Regions from separate parts of the Mus musculus genome. Here all the other regions are linked to region 4. The links are chromatin contacts, called in public HiChIP or PLAC-seq maps. All regions are on one chromosome and are shown on one strand. The core of a region is the stretch at or near the end of the contact, and the rest is flanking DNA. Distances in the headings are between cores, read along the strand shown. Region 1 holds the start of Sspn (sarcospan). Region 2 has its middle 18 kb from the start of Gm38927. Region 3 overlaps Rassf8 (Ras association (RalGDS/AF-6) domain family (N-terminal) member 8). Region 4 holds the start of Kras (Kirsten rat sarcoma viral oncogene homolog).

Region 1 (3,139 bases), core at 632-3,131, 680 kb after region 4:
GACTTTAATCTGTGCGCTGCAATTTTCTCACTGGTGTACAGAAAAAAATGTAAGGCAAATGCTGAGTCTCCTTAAGTGCCTCTGTAGGTACACAGCAGACAATAATTAGCTTAGATTCTGAGGGAACAGCAGGAAGTTAGATTCAGAGATCCCAACCTAAGATTGGGCATCCTTTATTATCTCCCTTAACATCTTGGCTACATAATTTCCTTTTGAATAAAGTTTCCAAATGTTAAAATAACCATAGAAGAAAGTCTAAACTCCCCATGGAACTGGGACTTTTTTTTTTTTTTTTTTGGTTTTTCAAGACAGGGTTTCTCTGTGTAGCCCTGGCTATCCTGGAACTCACTTTGTAAACCAGACTGGCCTCAAACTCAGAAATCCGCCTGCCTCTGCCTCTCGAGTGCTGGGATTAAAGGCGTGAGCCACCACTCCCCACTGGGACTATTTCTTAGTAGCTGCACACTGTACTTTGTCCTAAATGGTACTGCACGAAGGTATACAAAACCTTACCCATTTAAAGTTTGAGAATAGGTTGAGATCGTTTCGGCCCCAAGACCTCTAATCATTCGCTTTACCGGATAAAACTGCGTACGTCGGGAAAAGAGCGAGAGCGCCAGCTATCCTGAGGGAAACTTCGGAGGGAACCAGCTACTAGATGGTTCGATTAGTCTTTCGCCCCTATACCCAGGTCGGACGACCGATTTGCACGTCAGGACCGCTACGGACCTCCACCAGAGTTTCCTCTGGCTTCGCCCTGCCCAGGCATAGTTCACCATCTTTCGGGAAATAACCAGGTTTACCCATCTCTTCTGAGCCTCCTGGAGAGCACCAGATCTATAGCTGCCTGTCCTAGCACATTGCAAGTGCTAAAAGTAGCCCTTAAAGGTTGCCTGGGTGCAACTGTCCATCTCTATCCAGCATGCCAACACCCCCTGGACATTTAGCAAGTGTGAAGACTCACTGGGAGCCTCATAGACACTATTATTTAAACACAGGGTGGTGCACACTTGTGATCCCAGCACTTGGGAGGTGGAGACAGGAGGATTAAAAAGTCAAGGTCTTCTGTGGATACACGGCAAGTCTGAACCCAGCCTGGGCTGCATGGGACAGTCGCAAGATATAAATGAGAACAAAGGGCTTTTAAAGACAAACAAGCATGCGAGGTGTCATGATTAGCCCAGCCTCTCTACAAACAGTTATTTCATTGTTGAGTTTTAATTAATTATTATTGTGTGCAGCCATGTGTATGGTCTGAGAGTCACACGTGTGGAGGTCAAGGGTTCATCTCTGAGGAGTCATAGATAGCTTCCACTGTGGATCCTGGAAATCAAAATGAGGTCAGCAGGTTTTCCCAGCTCAGTCACCTCACTGGCCAGGAACAATTATTTTGAATGCGAGTACCTCAATAAGAAAAGAAGTTTTTTATTTTTCTTTTCTGGTTTTTTGTTTGTTTTTCTCTTTCCTTCCTTCCTTCTTCCTTCCTCCCTCCCCCCTCCCTCCCTCCTTGCTCCTTTCTCTCACCCTCCCTCCTTTCCTCCAGTGCTCCCTCTCTTTCTCCCTCCCTTTCTTCCTTGTCGGTTGGATTACATTAAAAAAAAAAAAAAAAAAAAAAGCTCAATTTAACTTTTGTCAATGACTCCACAGCTTTTATTTAGTGCAGCCGAGCCCATTTTGGATTCAGTGATCTATTAATTAAACACAAGCGGTTTAAGCATTCATCACCTTGTCTTGTACTTCCTGGAAACAAAAAAGTAAAGCAGGCTGGCATTCCCATCACACAGGCCCTGGGCGCCAGGTCCCTGTGCGTTGGCAGTTGGCGACCCCCCTCGGGTCCCCCTCCTGCCAGTGTTTTCCACTTTTGCTCAGCCCAGTCTCAGCAGACTGGGCAGGCCCAGCAGCAAGGCCCAGGCGCAGGCACCACCGAGGGAACATGGGGCGCAAGCCGAGCCCCAGGGCTCAGGAGCTGCCTGAGGAGGAGGCGCGGACCTGCTGTGGCTGCCGCTTCCCGCTGCTGCTGGCACTGCTGCAGCTGGCGTTGGGCATCGCGGTGACCGTGCTGGGCTTCCTCATGGCGAGCATCAGCCCCTCCCTGCTAGTCAGAGATACTCCGTTCTGGGCTGGGATCATTGTAAGCATCAAGTCTGTTCGGCCTAAGCACCAGCGGGCATGCGAGCCGCATGGTGGAGTGGAGACTAACCCAGCTGCATGCGCCCCCACCCTGGCTGCACCCCTAACTGCTTGGAGATTGACTTTGGGCACACTTGGGCTCCCCAGAGGAAGGCTGGGAGCAGGATTCTGGCTTTCGCCTGCCTGAGGCTTCTTGCTCCTCCCAGGGCTCTGACTCAGTCTACAGGGGAGGCCCCGTGGACATCTCGCATAGCCTCAAAGATAACTGCAGGCCCACCCTGTGTGGCTTGGTCCTTGTCTCATTCCCCAGGCCCCACGTGCGTCTGCATAAGTAGCACTGAATGAAGTTCATCCTGGGAAAAGCAGGGTAGGAAAACCTTAAGTTGGAGTTGCCACACTGGCTTTGTTAAACTACAGTTCCCTTGTAAGAGTCATGAATCACTTTCCTAAGGCAGGGCTGGAGACGACTGCAAGCACAGGCTTAATCCACACAGTGTAAGGTGGGCTGAAGCTTTGCTGGCTCCAGTGGAGTTCATTTGGGGTTGTACTAATGCCAGATGCACAGTACTCTGTTGGTGTGTGAGTTCTTGAAAGTAAAATAGATACGGCGTACGGAATACCTACTGTATGCCGGCTCTGCCAGAGATCTCCCCTGTGTTTGTAACTTCACATCTTATGGGACAGTCCTCAAGTTAGAGAAACCAGGCTGGCCCCGCCCAAGGTCATGAGCTGGGAAAGCAAAGGCAGGACTGGCTTCTCTGTAGCCGAATTCTGGCTATGCTAATACTTACCTTATTATCTAAAGCCAATGCTAAATTCTCAGGCTGTCTCGTTTGACCCATGCAACGGTGGGGATTGTTATTCCACTCTGGACACGGGGAAGCCCATTAAGATACCTGACGTCCTCAAGCCCAGAAGGTAAACGTGGCAGAGTCAGGAGAAATGAACATGGCCCCTTGGCCTTCCAGCTCCCCTCTATCCTTACTGTTGCTGACCACACACACACACA
Region 2 (3,025 bases), core at 51-2,550, 570 kb after region 4:
CAATTTCCTGATTGAGTCACTGAGGAGTCATGTGGTAAGGTACCATGTTAGAAGCGCAGAAGAGACAGCCAAAGGTGAGGGGCTGAGGGGGCAGGCAGCTGTGGGGGCTTAGGCATTAAAAAGTCCACACAGGACGCCAACAGCTACCAGGAAATAAGGACTCAACAGGATAAGAGAGCTCAATGGAGCAGCTTCCTGAGCAAGCACTCATGGGAACCTCTCTGATGTGAGTGGGCTGTGGAATACTGTAGCATCTTCTTGAGAATATTTTAGGGTGGCAAGGTTGCACGTAAGGGCACTTGTTACTAAGTGAAATAAGACAGCCTTTTAAAATATATTTATATATTTATTTTTATAGATTATATATTTTTATTTATATAATATATATTTGTGTATTTTATATAATGTATATTTGATATATATTTAATTTTATGTGTATGAATTTTGTGCCTGCATGTATGTATATACACCATGTGTGTGCCTGATGCCAACAGAGGCTAGAGAGGAACATGTGTTAGATCCCCTGGAACTGGAGTTACAGGTGGTTTTAAGTTGCCAGGTGAACAGGGAGGGCTTCATGTTGCTTTTCTCGTCCCTGTTTTGGGCACGGGTACATATATGTGCCTTGGAGAGAGATAAGTTGTATTAAAAGACAGATCTGTGGGTGCGTCCTGTCCTCTGCAAAAGAGAAAGTGAGTCCTCGCCCATGTCAGATCACGTGGACTCATGAGACCACAGGTTGCACATTCTCACACATTCCGCACTGCACTCCATGTGGCCTGGCCCCTTCTTCAGTCTCCTGGCAACAGCACAGTGGTGGGGATGTAAGGAGAGGCCTGCCAGCAGCGGACTGAGGCCTGGCCCCTTCTCACCCACACCCCTCCCACTCTGACGCTTTGTCATCTCATTGGTGCAAGCAATCTGCCTATCCACAGAAGGTCCTGCTTGGCCTATGACCCTGTGGCCTTGCCTCACAGCCAGGGTCAGGAATCAGCATATTCAAAGATCTGATCTCTGCCTTTTCCTGCTTGCATATCTGACATGAATGTTAGACACAGACACTCAAGTTGGAGGTGGGTGAGTTTTTATTTCTCAATAGACTCACTTCAGAATTCACTCCCATTCCTAAGTTGGACTTCCATCTTTGGCACAGATACATGGGAAACACAATCTAATGAAAAGTAAGATTAAATACTCTTGTCCAAATAAAAGTCTAAGGTCATCTTCTCTGCCTCCTAAGAGCACCAATGCAAACTGCCAGACGGTAGTTTAGCCTGTGGTGACTCTCCATGTTTGCTGTTTGCCACAACTATGTGCATGCCTGATAGCCTCTCTCCTCAGCCTCTGTCAACCCTGTCAGGAAGCTCCTGACTGCTGTCTCACAGAGATTGCATATACGAAGAGCTGGGACTTGCCTGCATGGAGCTTGCAGGGAAAGACTGAGTCCGTGTGTCGTTTCCCCCACCCCCCACCCCCAGCCTGGATCTTCAACTTCCACAAGTCTCCAGTATGTTCACAGAGGCTCCTTCCCAGGACTTCCCACTACAGGGCAGCAAGGTTTCACTGCCTAGTCATCTGGTGCCCTCTACAGGAAGACACTTTGTTGGCTATGTTTCAACCTAAATGTCCCCAGGATTGTCTTTATGGGTCCAATGCTTCATCCTGTGGCTCTGTGAAGATTAGCTGTACTTGTAACCATCCTGGAAGGGCTGAAGATAGTCTAAGGACATGTCTGTGCTCCTTGCTTGGCTACTGGACTATTGAAGAAGTGGAAGAAATCGGAACTCCTCTCACCCCCAGAAATCTCAAGCTGGGAGAAAAGAATCCCTTAGAGCCCGGGCCAGCCAGCGGGGAAACTTTTCTTCTGAGAAAAAATTCACAGTTGTGTAGACCACCTTACAGAAAGGAGAACAAAGAGTCAGAGGCAGCTGCGCCACCCCTGGACCAGAGCTGCCTGTGTGTGCACAGCCTGCTACTGTATTTAAAACTTAACCTGAAATCAAGACCCTGGGGCTGCTAAAACCCTCTTCCCAGTGTGGTATATCAAGTGCACTCCCTTTTTCTGTTTCTCACAATTAGTCTGCCTGTCTTGATTGCTCACTCAAGACTAATAGCTGAACCTGGTTTGTCCTGACCTGACAGAGGCCAACTCCCTGAGTCCAAAGCATGATCATCCACAGATCCCATCATCCTAAAGTCTAACATGGCTTCATGCTCTAAATTTCACTTAAAAGTCTTTTCTTTTTAATTTATATATAAGAATCATATTGGGAGAAGTTCTGCTATGGGTGTAAGTATTCTAATTTTAATTTACATATCTTCAAAAACTCTTTCTGTATCCAATGTGTAGCCTTCTTGCTTTTTCTTTACCTGTATTGCAAGTTTTTATTTTTACTTAGTTCCCTTGAGAGAAACATTGGACCTGGAGCTCCACAGGACCTATCTATGCACGCATGTTCACAAACACATGTACATAAACAAGGGCTCTCAAACGTGCACACACACACACAAATAGAGCTGGGGTACAAACACCACCAGGCTCTAGGATGACTTCTGCTGTTGGCAGAGCCTTGAATGGTCAGCTGCTCCCCAGGGCTTTTTGCATAGGCATTTAGTTCCGATTCTCCCAGGTCTGAAAATGAGTCCCATTCTGAATATTCCCAAGGCACCCATCCCTACTGATATGTATTGTTGTTTTAAAGGTGTGTAGTTAGCTTAGCTTCCTGCTTCAGTATCATGCTCTCTGGTCCCATCTGTGACTCCATGGTACTTGCTACATCTTTACAGAGATCAGTTACTGTATACACAGACCTTCCATGAAAGACAGTATTTTGATCACATTTTAAAACACACAAACCCCCTGTTCTCTCCTCCTCATTCTTGATTTCTCTTAAAACTTGCCCAATCAACATGCCCTACACAGGAAGATGGTCTCTGGCCATGCCATCTTGTGACTGTAAAATGTCCCCTCTAGGCTCCTGTAGTTCAGTAAGGGGTTCCCTGGCTGGTGGAACTGCTTTGGAAG
Region 3 (3,116 bases), core at 60-2,559, 520 kb after region 4:
AGTGTGAGTGTGGCAGACACGGACTGCGTCAGCTCTCGTCCTGTAGCCAAGGCTTCTCTGACTCCCTCGCGCCTCACATTCTCCAAGCATTAGGCAATGGAGTGCTCGGTGCTGCCAGGCGTTCCCTTCTCAAGGAGCCAGGGGCTCATTCGTTCTCCCAAGGAGAAGTGTGGCAGGGTTTTGTTTTTATTCTCTAAAACTAACTCTCCAGGTCTCCTTCAGCATTTTTAGCCCTCACTTTAGGCAGTTTTCCAAATGCCAAACTGGTAACTAACTGTACAGGCAATTCCTGTGCTGTTGCAGGGAGCTCTGGGCAGCAGGGAAGGAGGGTGAGAAGAGCACTCTGGGCCATTAAGTGGTCTTTAAAGAAACAACTGAATTCCTTTTCCAAAGACACAAAGTGTTAGGTGAAACTACAGAAACCCACCCCTTCCAAGTGACTGGGATCAGAGGACAGAGTGGTAAGAGCCCACAGAACACTGTCAGGAGAACAGCCTGTGTGTCTTGTTTTTTTAGGACAGTAAGTTAACGTGGGGGAATTCATTATTTTTAAGGTAGAAATTGACCACCACTCTAAGAACACTGAGAGTGTTTTCAGCCTGCGTTAGCCCCGCAGGATAGCAGTGTGGTTCTGCCTTGCTGGCCTACTACCTCACAAGGCTGGCCTACTACCTCACAAGGCTGGCCTACTACCTCACAAGGCTGGCCTACTACCTCACAAGGCTGGCCTACTACCTCACAAGGCTGGCCTACTACCTCACAAGGCTGGCATACTACCTCACAAGGCTGGCATACTACCTCACAAGGCTGGCCTACTACCTCACAAGGCTGGCATACTACCTCACAAGGCTGGCATACTACCTCACAAGGCTGGCGTACTACCTCACAAGGCTGGCATACTACCTCACAAGGCTGGCATACTACCTCACAAGGCTGGCATACTACCTCACAAGGCTGGCGTACTACCTCACAAGGCTGGCATACTACCTCACAAGGCTGGCATACTACCTCACAAGGCTGGCATATTACCTCACAAGGCTGGCATACTACCTCACAAGGCTGGCATACTACCTCACAAGGCTGGCCCTGCTCAAGAGCCCTGCAGGGAGGGTCAGAAGCTAGGTCAGCCCGTGTGTCTGGCCGGTTCCTCAGAAACCGTTCGGAGTTTCAGGAGGCGTGTGTAGCTATGTTCAGTGGGGACTCAGGGACTGTCCTTTGCAACATGCTGATTTAAAGAACTACAGTGTTAGGTGGCACCACGCCACTGCGTTAGGATGCCCAGCCAAGCTTGCATTGACAAATAAGTTTGCCTGCCTGTACTTCCCATTGCTGCCTCTGAGAGCAGAGGAGCCACAGGGTGCAGCTAGGAAGGCGTGTGGCTTTGTCCTTAGTTGTCTGCGACATCCTCGGTGGCACTGAACCGTCCTGAGAGGCCTTTTAAGTGCAAAGCTCCCAGCAATCTCCTTTAGTGCACGCAACCAAGTTATGAATTAGGTTGCTTTTGGTATACCTGCTCCATCATCTTGGCTCCGTCTCTCAAACATGACTTACTGGTCTCAGGAGAAAAAGCAGCCTGACCTTGTTTGTGGCAGGTGAATCACTTATAAGCGAGCTGTTCATATTTTACAGGTGAGTAAACTCTTTAAGGACACCAATCAGAGTACCATGCCATAAATTCCTTAGCCCTTTATTCATTAGTGATTACATGACCTTCAGAGGTCTCATTTAAATTAATCTTCTGAAAAAAATGCATAGCCTCAGAACCTTCTAGTAGAGCTCCTAAGTCTACAGTTCTCCTTCCTTGCTGGTTCGGTTCTCATGCAGAGCCTGCTACGTGTTTTGCATTAGAGGAAACCCTAGTACCACAAGTGTTGAGAGTGAGGCAGTGATTGCAGCAGGGCCGCTGATCACATCCGTGTGCTCACCGAAGCCTGTGGCGTCCTGTCCGTAGTCCTGCTGTGTACTGAGGCCGGGCCGGGAAGCCTGCTCAGCAGTGCAGCTGCCGAGTGACTCTGTAATCACATCACAGCGCAGAGTCCGGCCCACAGCTGCCTCCTGGGCAGCAGGACTAGAGTGTGGGCTCTGTGCACAGGGCTATGGTTGAGGCTTCCTGCTGGGGGTGGGGCACGTGCATGGGGATTTGAACGACTGGGGATGGGTTTATTTGCATCCCTCAGGTTACGCAGGGGAGGATTAGATGGCTTACCTGGAATTTGCTGCTGAAGAGTTTTCCATTATTGCTGTTTTCTGTAATTCTTGACTAAATACCTTGAGATTCCTTTGACTTTTACCTTTCTCCCCTTCTTTATAAGATGCAGCTTTGCCTGTTGATACATTCCACAGAGCTGGGGTGTAGCTGTACACTCACCAGCCTGCCTGGCAGCCACCATAGGACATAGTCACTGTGGAGAGCATGGCCTCCCTGTGTCTTTCAGGTGCAGAAGCAACCCCCCTTTCTTTTAAATTCATTTTTTTACACTTCATATTCCATCCCCCCATCCACCCTCTGATTACTCCACATCCCACCCCTCCTCCCCACTCCTCCTGTCTCCACATGGAGGCCCCCACCCCCCACCCCATCTGACCTCTAAACTCCCTGGGGCCTCCAGTCTCTTGAGGGTTAGGTGCATCATCTCTGAATGAACACAGACCCAAAGGCCTCTACTGTATGTGTATTGGGGGCCTCATATTAGCTTGTGTATGCTGTCTGTTTGGTGGTCCAGTGTTGGAGAGATCTCTGGGGTCCAGATTGGGGCTGCTGGTCCTCCTACAGGATCGCCTTTCTCCTCAGCTTCTTTCAGCCTCTCCTAATTCAACAACAGGACTCAGCTGCTTTTGTCCATTGGTTGGGTACAAATATCAGCATCTGACGCTTTCAGCTGCCCTTTGGCTCTTTCAGAGAGCAGTCATGCTAGGTCCCTTTTTTGAGAGCTTCATAGCCTCAGTAATAGTGTGAGGCCTGGGACCTCCCCTTGAGCTTGAGAATACACCCAAAAGATGCCCACCATGCCACAGGGGCACGTGTTTCACTATGTTCTTAGAGGCCTAATTTGTGATAGCAGAAGCTGGATCCAGATGTTCCATGACAGAAGAATGGATATAGAAAATGTGGTTCA
Region 4 (3,047 bases), core at 236-2,735:
GATATTGAATCATTTACACCGTAGCTTTTGCTGAATAAAATTTATTGTCGGGTTTTTAAAACTTAGTAATATTTAATTAAGTCCACTAGAAAAAAAAGAAGTCTTACTCAAGAAAAACCTTAAGCCTGAAAGGTTCCCCCACCCACCCACCCCCACCCCCAGTTACAAAAGGTAATAAAGGGGCTCAATTCCAACCAAAGTGGAAAAATTAAATTACTATCCGCCATCTCTTAAAACCAAGGATGCTTGTGAATAGCTACAGTTTCAAATTAAATATATGGATACCTAGCGTATCTGATGTCTATTGTCTATCACATGAGGGGTCAGCAATCAGGCCCTCGGTGGAAGAGTGACACTGGTCATTTGGTGGCAATTTCGAAGTGATTATTATGAGCAGACTTGTTCAACATTTCCTCTCAGATGATTCCTCTACGACAAACACAGCATGCCATTCTGCTTTTAAGTCCTTGCCTTGATGATCACCTTGCTTTAACGGGGCTGGCTCAGGACTTGAGCTACTACATGGGCCTAGGGGGATTTCAGAGGTCGGCCCGAATGCTACAATCAACTCTGGAGTCTGGAAGGGGCAAGGGACAAACCGCAGGACTGAGGGGAGAGGGCAGCAGGCGATTCAAACTTGACGCTGTGAGCCGAGCTGCCTGCGCTCCACTCGGGGAGAGTCCCCTGCCTCGGCTCTCGCCCTTCGTTCCCCCTGTGTTTTCACGACACAAAGCCACTCAGACTTGCCGCATTAACTTTTCTGCTTCCGTGCGGGTCGCTCGCGGGCTTTCCGCGCAGGGCGTGGGCCACCTGTTCTGCCAGCACCATCCCTACCTCCACCTCCTCCTTTGTGGCCGCGGCAATGTCACAGCCCTTACAGGCGTGGGGGAGGGGAGCGGTCGCGAACTCCGCGGCGGACGCCTTTCCCCTCCGAGAACCACGACGCCCTCCGGCCACCGGGTCCGAGCACCTCCCGCCGCGACCTCCCCCGGGGCCCCGCAGCCCGGCCAGGGGAAGCGGCGTCCCCGCACAGCCCGCGCGCCCGACAAGTTGAGCCGGGCGCGGGGCGCCAGGCGCGGATGCCGGGTGCAGCAGAGGCCGGGCGCGGAGGCCGGGCGAGCGCGGAGGGCCCGCCGCGGCCGGGAGGAGGAAGGAAAGCCGCCCCGTCCGGGAAACGGCGGCCGCCCGACCTCGGCGCCCCGCGCCCGCCGCCCCGAGCCGGCTTCATTCAGCGCCGCGGCCCCGCCCGGCCGCGCCGAGCTCCGCACCGGGCAGCGGCCCAGGAGCGCCGCCCGCGCCCTACCTCTCTCCGCGCCGCGGAGCCGCCGCGCCTCAGGCTCCCGCCGCCGCCTTCAGGCCCGCGCCGCGCTCGCTCCGGGTCCGAAATGGCGCGGGAGCGGGACTCCGGGCCGAGCCGCCGCCGCCTTCCCCTGCCGTCTCAGCCGCCGCCACAGCGCTGCCGCCTCAGCCGCCGCGGCCGCCGCCTGCCGAATCGAGCCCGGAGTGCGCGATGGGCCCGGCAGGCGGGCGGGCGGCCGCAGAGCAGGCCGATCGATGCGCTCGGTGCTCCGCGCTGCCTCGGCCGCGCGCGCGGGAGGGAGGGAAGGAGGGAGGGAGGGAGCGGCCGCAGCGCTGGGAGCCCAGGAGAGCGAGGGCGGGAAGCGGCGGCCAGGACGGGCCCGGGCGGGGGCGCGCGAGGGTGGTGCCGAGAGGGCGTCGGCCAACGCGGACCCCGACCCGGGGCTGGCGCTCCCGATAGCCCCGCCTCGCCGCTCGTTCGCACGCGGCCGCCCGCCCCGCTGCTGCTCCTCCGGGCGCGCGCGGCGCCGCCGGGGGCGGACCCCAGCCGCTGGCCTCGCGGTCCCTTGGCCGGACTGTCCGAAGCCTGCAGGCTCCCAACCCGGACCTCCTCTTTTTGTTTTGAGACAGGGTCTCTCTGTGTAGACCAGGCTGGCCTTCTGCCCGGATACCACATGGAGAGCCGCTTTGTAGGAAGTGCCCTCGCTCCACAGGACAGATCCGAGGAGACTTCTCAGGACGCCAGGTAGAAGACATTCATTCATCAGTTACCACCGCAGAGTTAAACAGGGAGGCAAATAAGCGTGCGTTCCTCTAGACCGCACTGATGCCCCTTCTAAAAAATGCCATCAGTTGAGGCCTGGAGAGCCAGGGCCCCCGCCCAAAAGACTGCCCATCCACCCACCCACCGACCGCCGTCTGTCCTCACAGCCCCATCACCAGCCACGCGTGAAACTGTTACACTAGCTCTCTGAAGTGATGTCACTCTTCTTGCACCCTACCTCTCCCTCCCAGCACCAGGTGGGAGGCCCGGGAAACAGGAGGAAGACAGGGAAAGAAAGAACGTGCCTACTCTGTGTCAAGTTAACTGCTAAATGTTTTTGCACATAGCGTATTTAATTATCACAACGCCCCCGCGAGTTAAACATCATCTCGACTATTTTACAGATGAAGGAAGAAATTTACGGAAAGGAAGAAATGGCGGCCACATTCACACTGTTAAGCTGAAGGAAAGATACTAACTCAGTATCTCAGTCTGCCTTGAGCTCCCGCGTGGCTCACAGTTCAAGAACATAAAGGCAAAATTCTAAAATTCTATGCTGCCTTTGACCACTTGCTACCTTACCTTACCTTCGTGTTTCACCTTGACTCCTGGCTGCTCCGAGAATGGGGAGGTTGGCCTTTTCCTCTGAGACTGTCCTCAAAAACTGTCTCCTAACTACCAATGCCCAGAGCTTCCTATATCATAGGCTTTAAGCCTTGTTTAAATGTCTCATTTCTTAAGTGAGAGCTTCCATAAAGAGCGTCTTTGGGACTGCAGTCTCCCCTCAGTCCCCGAACACTACTCCTAGTTTTCTCCAGGACACTCACCACCATTTAATGCTTTAGTATTTCATTTTAATTCTCTTTGGTTTTTGTTTGTTTTGAGAGGGTCTCTATGGAAGAGTAAGCTGGCCTCAATCAAACTCATAGAACTCCTCCTGCTTCTGCCTCCTGACTGCTGGGATGAAAGGCTTATCACACTATGC

What was found. HiChIP or PLAC-seq counts read pairs in DNA pulled down with a chosen protein or histone mark.
Region 1: a FOXA1 HiChIP or PLAC-seq map of pancreatic cancer cells shows a contact between it and region 4. The contact joins the promoter of Sspn here to the promoter of Kras in region 4. A contact is called at or near these places in 1 of 39 promoter capture datasets (cranial neural crest) and 1 of 115 datasets of contacts at active chromatin or transcription factors (pancreatic cancer cells).
Region 2: an H3K4me3 HiChIP or PLAC-seq map of neural tube shows a contact between it and region 4, with 5 times the contacts expected there. The contact joins the enhancer-like site here to the promoter of Kras in region 4. A contact is called at or near these places in 7 of 39 promoter capture datasets (the HPC-7 cell line, cranial neural crest, embryonic stem cells and 4 more), 7 of 484 Hi-C or Micro-C datasets (the AML12 cell line, the N1E-115 cell line, cerebellum and 4 more), 5 of 115 datasets of contacts at active chromatin or transcription factors (craniofacial prominence, embryonic forebrain, forebrain and 2 more) and 1 of 9 other capture datasets (embryonic stem cells).
Region 3: an HNF4G HiChIP or PLAC-seq map of pancreatic cancer cells shows a contact between it and region 4. The contact joins the enhancer-like site here to the promoter of Kras in region 4. A contact is called at or near these places in 3 of 115 datasets of contacts at active chromatin or transcription factors (bone marrow-derived macrophages, embryonic stem cells and pancreatic cancer cells) and 1 of 9 other capture datasets (macrophages).

Annotation. Positions count from the first base shown.
Region 1 is chr6:145,932,241-145,935,379 of GRCm38.p6, forward strand. It overlaps Sspn (sarcospan), which reads left to right and starts at 1,882. Exons shown (of 3, transcript NM_010656.3): 1 at 1,882-2,131. The coding sequence starts at 1,934.
Region 2 is chr6:145,822,446-145,825,470 of GRCm38.p6, forward strand. No RefSeq gene overlaps it. Among named protein-coding and RNA genes, the nearest start is that of Gm38927, 18 kb to the right of the region's middle. Within about 2 kb of position 1,301, at least 35 of the 459 cell types and tissues checked have an H3K27ac peak or open chromatin away from gene starts, as enhancers often do. A contact at or near this core is called in the AML12 cell line, neural tube and palatal mesenchyme, where this site is marked.
Region 3 is chr6:145,768,807-145,771,922 of GRCm38.p6, forward strand. All of the region lies in intron 1 of Rassf8 (Ras association (RalGDS/AF-6) domain family (N-terminal) member 8), which reads left to right. Among named protein-coding and RNA genes, the nearest start is that of Gm15704, 22 kb to the left of the region's middle. Within about 2 kb of position 1,310, at least 56 of the 459 cell types and tissues checked have an H3K27ac peak or open chromatin away from gene starts, as enhancers often do. A contact at or near this core is called in pancreatic cancer cells, where this site is marked.
Region 4 is chr6:145,248,746-145,251,792 of GRCm38.p6, forward strand. It overlaps Kras (Kirsten rat sarcoma viral oncogene homolog), which reads right to left and starts at 1,486. Exons shown (of 5, transcript NM_021284.6): 1 at 1,304-1,486. It overlaps Gm15706 (predicted gene 15706), which reads left to right and starts at 1,784. Exons shown (of 2, transcript NR_045598.2): 1 at 1,784-2,044; 2 at 2,467-3,047.